Linked DNA regions of Capsicum annuum: region 1 is linked to region 2. The links are chromatin contacts, called in public Hi-C maps. All regions are on one chromosome and are shown on one strand. The core of a region is the stretch at or near the end of the contact, and the rest is flanking DNA. Distances in the headings are between cores, read along the strand shown. Region 1 holds the start of LOC107870732. Region 2 holds the start of LOC107870730 (PHD finger protein ALFIN-LIKE 4).

Region 1 (3,597 bases), core at 65-2,564, 260 kb before region 2:
ATGTATTAGGTCAAAAACTCCAAATGCTAGTTACGTGTTTCCTTTGATAGGTTCTCGGACGAGGCTCCTCTCCAGACCCAGGTAATGAATCTCTCCATTTCCTCCAGTTGCGCTTTGTCTTACATAAGTCCCTTCACAAAATCAATGGACCAAAATATTTTACTTAGTAAGTAATTTTAACTATGGTTGACTATTCTCTCTCTTCTTCTTTCCCTTGAAACACAGCCGCTATGACCACCCATTTCATGTACAATAATCAAAAAGTTGGCAAAGAAAATTCCAGATTGAAGGTTCTAATAAGCAAATCGAAAGCAAAAACAAGAGGACATAGTGAATTTCATAAGATAAATATGTCACATCGCCGGCAAAATCTGAGCTAATAATTGATTGGCTATGTAAACACTTTATTGATCTTCACTAGAAACATAGTAGAAATATATCAGAAAATGCTTCTCAAGTCCGCTTGACAGGATCAAAATTGGAAACGCCAATTACAGCACCAACAATTGCAGCAAGCACAACTCCACCTGCAGAGATGCTGAGCAAGAAGTTCTTGAGGGATGGTGAAACGCCATCAGCTGCTTCGGCTACGTCGGGGATGACCATGGAAGCAGTCAGTGCAGCTGCTGTCAATCCTGTCAAAGCTTTCTCCTTAAGCGAAGCCTTGACTTGAAACTTTGCTACTGGTTTCGATGCTGCAGTAGTCTTTGAGGGCCTTATTACCGGCAATGGCTTCAAGAAAGCCTCAACACTTGGCCGTCTCTTCTGACTTGTGTAAGTCAGTGGCATTGCCATGGAAACTGCACAAGTAGAAGCCATAATTTTCCTGTCTGTTAGGTCTGTGTTGAATGAGGGTTATGGTTTTGGTAAGGAGTGGTTTTGAAAGGAGAAAGATTATCAAAGATTGAGAGGATAGAGAAATGCTTCTCTACGAGAGGTGCAAAATGGATCATATTTGTTGCCTAAAACTTCATCTGCCTATGTGGCTCATAATTGTTGGCTATGATGGATAGGGTTATCTGAAATTCCTATTAAACTTCATAATTTTATGTTCACGTCAGCTGAGTGAACCCTAATCGGCGGAGGTTATTAGATTGGAAGATAAGATTCATAATTATCGAATATTTCTCTGTTTACATAACCCAAACATATAATATAAGGTATTTTTTTTCAAAACGTATACAAAACTATGCTTCAAACTCTCGCTCATGAATTTCATTCACAATTTTATATATAAATATTACATAAATTCTATATGAAAAGCATATATGTAAATAATAAATAATCAGAGTAGGATTGCATGGAACTATCATACTCCTTCAAGCAATCTGATAACTTCGCAAATTAGTATCTTAAGGCTTGCTGCAATTCATACAGTAATTTTTGCAGTCTACAGACGTACTAGAATTAGGGATGACAAAGGATGGGGTGCAAACTCGCGTAAACCCGCATAGATACTTTAACCCACCCCGCATAGTAGAATTTGATATTTTCAATCTGCCCCACATAATTTGTTATTTTTTTGTAAAATAAAAACGAAAAGTTCAAATTCAAGTATTTTTTCCTCAACTAATTACGTCCTCTTTGTCATACAATGTACAAAAGATGTAAATATCTCGGGTGTTCTTTAGAACTCATTCATAATTAATTGAGGAAAAAGGCTCAAATATGTGATCAAACTATTAGAAATGACTCATCAATATCATCCGTTATATACGTTTGACTCATCTTATCTTTTAACAGTGGTTTGCAAAACTATTTTTGCCATGTGACCTCTTATTAGAGATCCACTTTACGAAATTCAAATCAACCAATATTGCTTAAAATTAAAATTAATAATCTGACCCATTAAAATAAAATTCAATCCATATCATTAAAATAAAAATATGACTCCTAAAAATAATAATCGGACTCATTAAAAACAAAAATTAAGCCCATTAATTGTGTTGAATTTTATTTTAATGGATCTAAATTTTTATTTTAATTTCAAGTGATATTGCTTAATTTGTATTTGGTGATGTGGAACTCTAATAAGAGGTCGCATGGAGAAGATGGTTTTACAAAATTACTGTTAAAAAATATCGACACAAATGAATCTTTCTGTAACATCAATGACAAAGATGAGTAAAATTTATAACATATGACATAAATGAGTCATTTCTAATAGTTCAATGACATATTTGAGTCTTCCCTTTGATTAATGATATTTATGTGTATAGTTCTAATTTGTTATGTGTGTGAGATTGAGAAAAACAATTAGCTTTAGATGAATCAAAAATGAAGGGAAGAAGGGAAATATTGAGTTGTTGATGTTGTAAATATTTTACACGTACCACAGCAGTGGTGGCGCAGCGGAAAGAGGCTGCCCCAACCTACCCAGAGGTCGAGGGTTCGACCCTGGATATGGACAAACACTCTGTTGGGAGCTCTCCCTCCTAAATAGGGCCCGATGCGGTGCAAATCTGGATATAGTCAGACTCCTAAAAAATAGGTACCGGACATCGGTTGGTTTAAACAAAAAAAAAATATTTTACACGTCTTTGTACAAAGTTAACAAGGCACCTTTCATATTTTTGCAATTTTATTTTTATTTTTAAAAAACCTAAAGGAGGCCTAATAAGCTAGTTTATTAAAAACCAACAATATATACACAACAAAGATAAGGAATAATTAAGCACAATTTAAGTTTACTAAACTACATAAAATTTCTTTCATATTTTAAAATTATTAAAATTCTTTTTTTCTTCTCGTTTCTTTACAACCACCCGATACATCCTTTGCAATCTCTATTTTCACGGTTACAATCTTATGAAGCGGCAACTGCACCAACAATGACGCCATTCAAGTAACTACAGTTACTTCACAATATGTGGTATTTTGAAATTTAGTCGGTCTCCCCAATTTTATCGACATTAAAATCTTATCAGAGTTGAACAACTGCAAAATGATAGTTTCCCTCTTCATTTTTTGTCTAACTTAGTTTGTTAAGTTTGTGTTTAAAAATTATACTTCTGAAGAAATTGAACCTTCATCAATTCAATTTTTTGTTACAATATCAATTTTTACAATGGATCTAGATTTTTTGCCTTCTTTTAGTCTAAAAAATTTTCAAATAAACAATATCTAAATAAATGAAGATGTTGTTAATTTTATTCTCAGTGTTTTTGAAAATGTCTCTGAAGATTTTCATGAAAATAGATACCAAAATGATCCAATAAAGATGAAGAAGTTGCGAAAAAAGATGGCAGCAAAATCAAACAAAAAGGGAATAGATGATGCCAAGAAAAAAGATTCTGGCACTTCGAGGTGAAAAGGTGGTGCTTTGAAACGAAAAGCTGTTGAAGTGACAACGAGGGACATCCTATCAAAGATTTGTAAATTTTTGTATTTGTACATGTTCTACTTCTAGATATATGTTTATTAACTGAAGATACAAATTTTAGCTTAGTTTTATATATATGTTGCATGTGCATATTCTTTGTAATACCCCGTACTTCTACCTAGCTTGAATTTATCCTAAAAATGTTAAAGACATATTTTAAAATATGAATCCACTTTTATACATGTGAAAATTTTCAAGATTTTAACTTTTGTCAT
Region 2 (3,760 bases), core at 89-2,588:
TCAAAGTGCCCCTGTCATTTTAATTAATACTTGCATATATTCTTTTGCAGAAAAGGGCTTCTCATCTATTAGAAATGGTATAAAATGTTTTTTATTCACCTTTTGACTCTGTAATGCTCTTAACATTCACCTTTACCTTTGTGTTCTAAAATGTCCTTTATTTCGCAACTTCAATATTAAATAAAAAGAATTATTAATGATGTGTCAACTTTTTATTGATTCTTATTTAATTAATTTTAAAAAAAATTAAAACTCCACATCCATCCCATTCATTAACCTATTACCCGATCCACCCCAATTATCTTGAGGGTTCTATTCTCTCAGTATTTTCGATGTTTCTGTTGCTGTTTGTTCATAGCCGCACTAGCTATGCCAATAACAATGACTAAACTAAAGATACTGTCTAATCGAAATTAAAAATCTATTCCCTCAATTTCATAGCTACTTCATTCATACCTGCAGTAATTATCTCTGCAGTAATATTAGAATTTGCGATTGACTTAAGTTTGTAGCAATTTGATTTCATTATTTTCAGCTCTTGTTTTGTGGAGTTCAGTTTATTATTTTAACATAATATGTGGTTAAAAAATAAGGCGAGTTAAGCAAAGAATGAGATGGGTGTGGATTTTTAATCTTTAAATTAATTAATTATGGATTAATGAGAAATTGATATATCATTAACGATTTATTTTTATTATTATCTAATATTAAGGTTGTTAAATAAAGAATATTTTGAAGATGGAAGATGGATGTAAAAAATATTATAGAGTTAAAAGGTGAATATAACAAACATTATAGGTAGGAGTGGGCATTGTATGGTATATAACGAATTATCATACCGAAATATACTACTTAGTATTATTATAAAAATATTTAGACATTGAAACTTTCGTTACTCTATCTTGATTGTAATATTTTTTTATGTAACTGACTAACAAAGGGAGTTATTTGTATTTTTTTTTTTTTTGAATATTTCTTCATATGTAATGTGTATTTATGAAATAATTGAGATGTGTTTTTGAAATCTTAAAATAATAATATTTTATTATATGAGTATATATTATCGAAGTTGAAAAAATTATAATTACCGATTACTATATCGCAATATATTAAAATAAAATATCAAAATACTGAGTCATATCAAATTAAAATAATCAACAACAATAAACCCAGTATATTTCCATATAATAAGATCTGTGGAGGATAGAATGTATGCAGTTTATACCACTATTATATCGCATATTATAATAGTAATATAATACTTTTAAAAATTAAATACCAAAATTATGTATGGAAATTTCAAATACTACCATGCCCTAATTAGGACCAAATGGTGAATATAATATAAGTACATGTTTACATCATTTCCCACAGACGAACGGCATTACTTTTCCGTATTCTTTTGGTTACCCAAAAAGTCGTTGAAAAAAGTGGAGTAGAGGCAGAAGAAAAAGCAGTTTTCGAGAATTTTTCGAGAGAGTGCACAAAATTCGGGCATGGAAGGAGGTGCACAGTATAATCCCCGCACTGTCGAGGAAGTTTTTGGAGACTTAAAAGGCCGTCGTGCCGGGTTGATCAAAGCCCTTACCACTGGTATACTCTCTCTCTTTCTCTCACGCGCCGACGCATTCCCTTATCTACCAATTGCATGTATATCCTAGTAAAATATTTTTTCCCAAAATTATGAGATAAAAAATTCTTCTTTTTCTGGGTTTGGAGAGTTCGATTTGTTCTTTCGGTTTTGTGTTTTTTATTTTTAATTATTTGAGTTTTATAGTGTTGTATTATTGTACGCTGTGATACTTCAGAGGTTTAATTTGGCCATTCTCTTGCAGATGTTGAGGAATTTTATCAGCAGTGTGACCCTGGTGAGTTAGGGATCTTTACGGTCTAGCGCGTTTTAAATAGAATATGCATTATTTATTTGGTACTGTTTTTGATCAGAAAAAGGTCCAATTTTAATTGATGCGTCAGGTGTCTTTGTGGTAATGGGTGCCCTCTTAGTTATGGAGTAATAATATAAATATAGTCTTTGAGAAGATATTGAACTTTATAAACTTGCAATGGATTCGTCCGCTCACACTTGCTTCGTGTTTCTGATTCCTATTATCAAGAAATTAATTTGCTAATTTTCTGCTTCTAAATCTCACTGCATTATTGTTGTTTAACCTCCTTTTTTCGTTTTGCTGGCTTGTTTATGTAGTTGCTCTTATGTTTTCATGAGTTCTAAATTGAAGTTGTTCATTTATTGGATGGACTCTATTTGTAGACACATTGTACTGACTAGCTATTTGAAGGGGAGCTTTGGAGCAACGGTAAAGTTGTCGCCGTGTGAGTTATAGGTCACCATTTTGAGCAGTAGAAGCAACCATGCTTGCATTAGGGTAGGCTATCTATGTCATATCCTTTGGGGTGCAGTGGGATGCTTTGTGCACTGGACTGCTCTTTTATTTTCTATTTCCTTTTTCGTCTTGCAGTGATTTCACTGAATTAAACCTTTTTATTTGATGCCCCCTAGGGAAAAGATGGATGCCCAATTGGGTCTTTGATCTTTCCTGCTCCTTCTGTTACAATTTGGAAAAAAAAAAACATTTTTCTTTGATTGGAAGGGTGTTATCTGCATCAGCAAATCTGAAAGAGGACGTGTGTGTGTGTTTGTTTGGGGGGGGGGGGGGGGGACCAATGAAAAGTTACAGTCCTCTTTTACAAGTAAGTGGCTATGTAGGTCACAGTTCATTGGATCCAGACTGGTCATGTTATCTATGTTTCCAAAAACTTTTTTTTGAAGGATGGGAATACATTTTTCAGGCCGTTCACTGCAGAAGGGACCATCTGTTCACATTTTACTTCAGCTCACCTTACTGTATTTGAGACTCTGAAAAGGGTATTCAAGAGCCTGCACAACACCCCACCCCTCATTTGTTTTCTTAGAATGGTGGCCTCCTCTCACCTTAGGTTGAGTGTAATGTGAATCAGTTGACGATTACTAGTATGATGAAGGAAGGAAGTAATAAAACTAGACACAAATATTTACAGTGAAAGGTATACTTGAACATGCAAGTTTAACAAAATAATTTTTCTTTTAAAACTTGCCTGTTCAGTGGACTTGATACTTGCTTGAGCTGGCCTAAAGATGTGTCAGTCATTTCCTTGCTACCGTCACTCAGTTATTGTCACAAACTTGACTCCAGTTTCCAATGGTTAGGCATTTTAAAGTTGAAATATTTTGGAAGGCTAGTGTTCCAACTTTCTAATAATGGGCTAGGTTATGGCTTGAAATGTGGATAGGTTCATGAATTTGGGGCTCAAAATCTATTAAATATATTTGACTTGACTGTGAAGTTTTGTGTTCTATTGATCATCTTAATGGGGTAAACTGCTTCAAATCGTTGTTCTATATTCCCCATGACAGTTTGTGATTTTGGAAGATCTTATAATTCTTCGTCATCCTGATCTATGAATTCCATGAAAAGAATGCAACATTGTTCCTCGGTATAGATCCTGAAATGTCTTTTAGTGGAGTAAGACGTCTGATCCTGGAATGTCTACCTTAGACCATTAAAACAGATGTTCAAGTACTTTTATGGTTTCTTTGACATATTATTTATTGCTTAAAAAAGGGCAGCCCGGTGTGCTCTATAGCTCCCGCTATGCGCAGGGCCAGGGAAGGGCCCGACCACAAGGGTCTATTGTACGCAGCCTTACCTTGCATTTCTGCCAGAGGCTGTTTCCAAGGCTTGAACCCGTGACCTCCTGGTCA

The links. A called contact is a pair of places that touch in the nucleus more often than the background predicts.
Region 1: a Hi-C map of leaf shows a contact between it and region 2, with 4 times the contacts expected there. The contact joins the promoter of LOC107870732 here to the promoter of LOC107870730 in region 2. A contact is called at or near these places in 2 of 5 Hi-C or Micro-C datasets (leaf and placenta).

What each region holds. Positions count from the first base shown.
Region 1 is chr5:100,580,720-100,584,316 of UCD10Xv1.1, reverse strand. LOC107870732 reads right to left here and starts at 1,314. Exons shown (of 1, transcript XM_016717340.2): 1 at 265-1,314. The coding sequence starts at 819. The coding sequence ends at 454.
Region 2 is chr5:100,316,365-100,320,124 of UCD10Xv1.1, reverse strand. LOC107870730 (PHD finger protein ALFIN-LIKE 4) reads left to right here and starts at 1,338. Exons shown (of 5, transcript XM_016717338.2): 1 at 1,338-1,593; 2 at 1,836-1,868. The coding sequence starts at 1,497.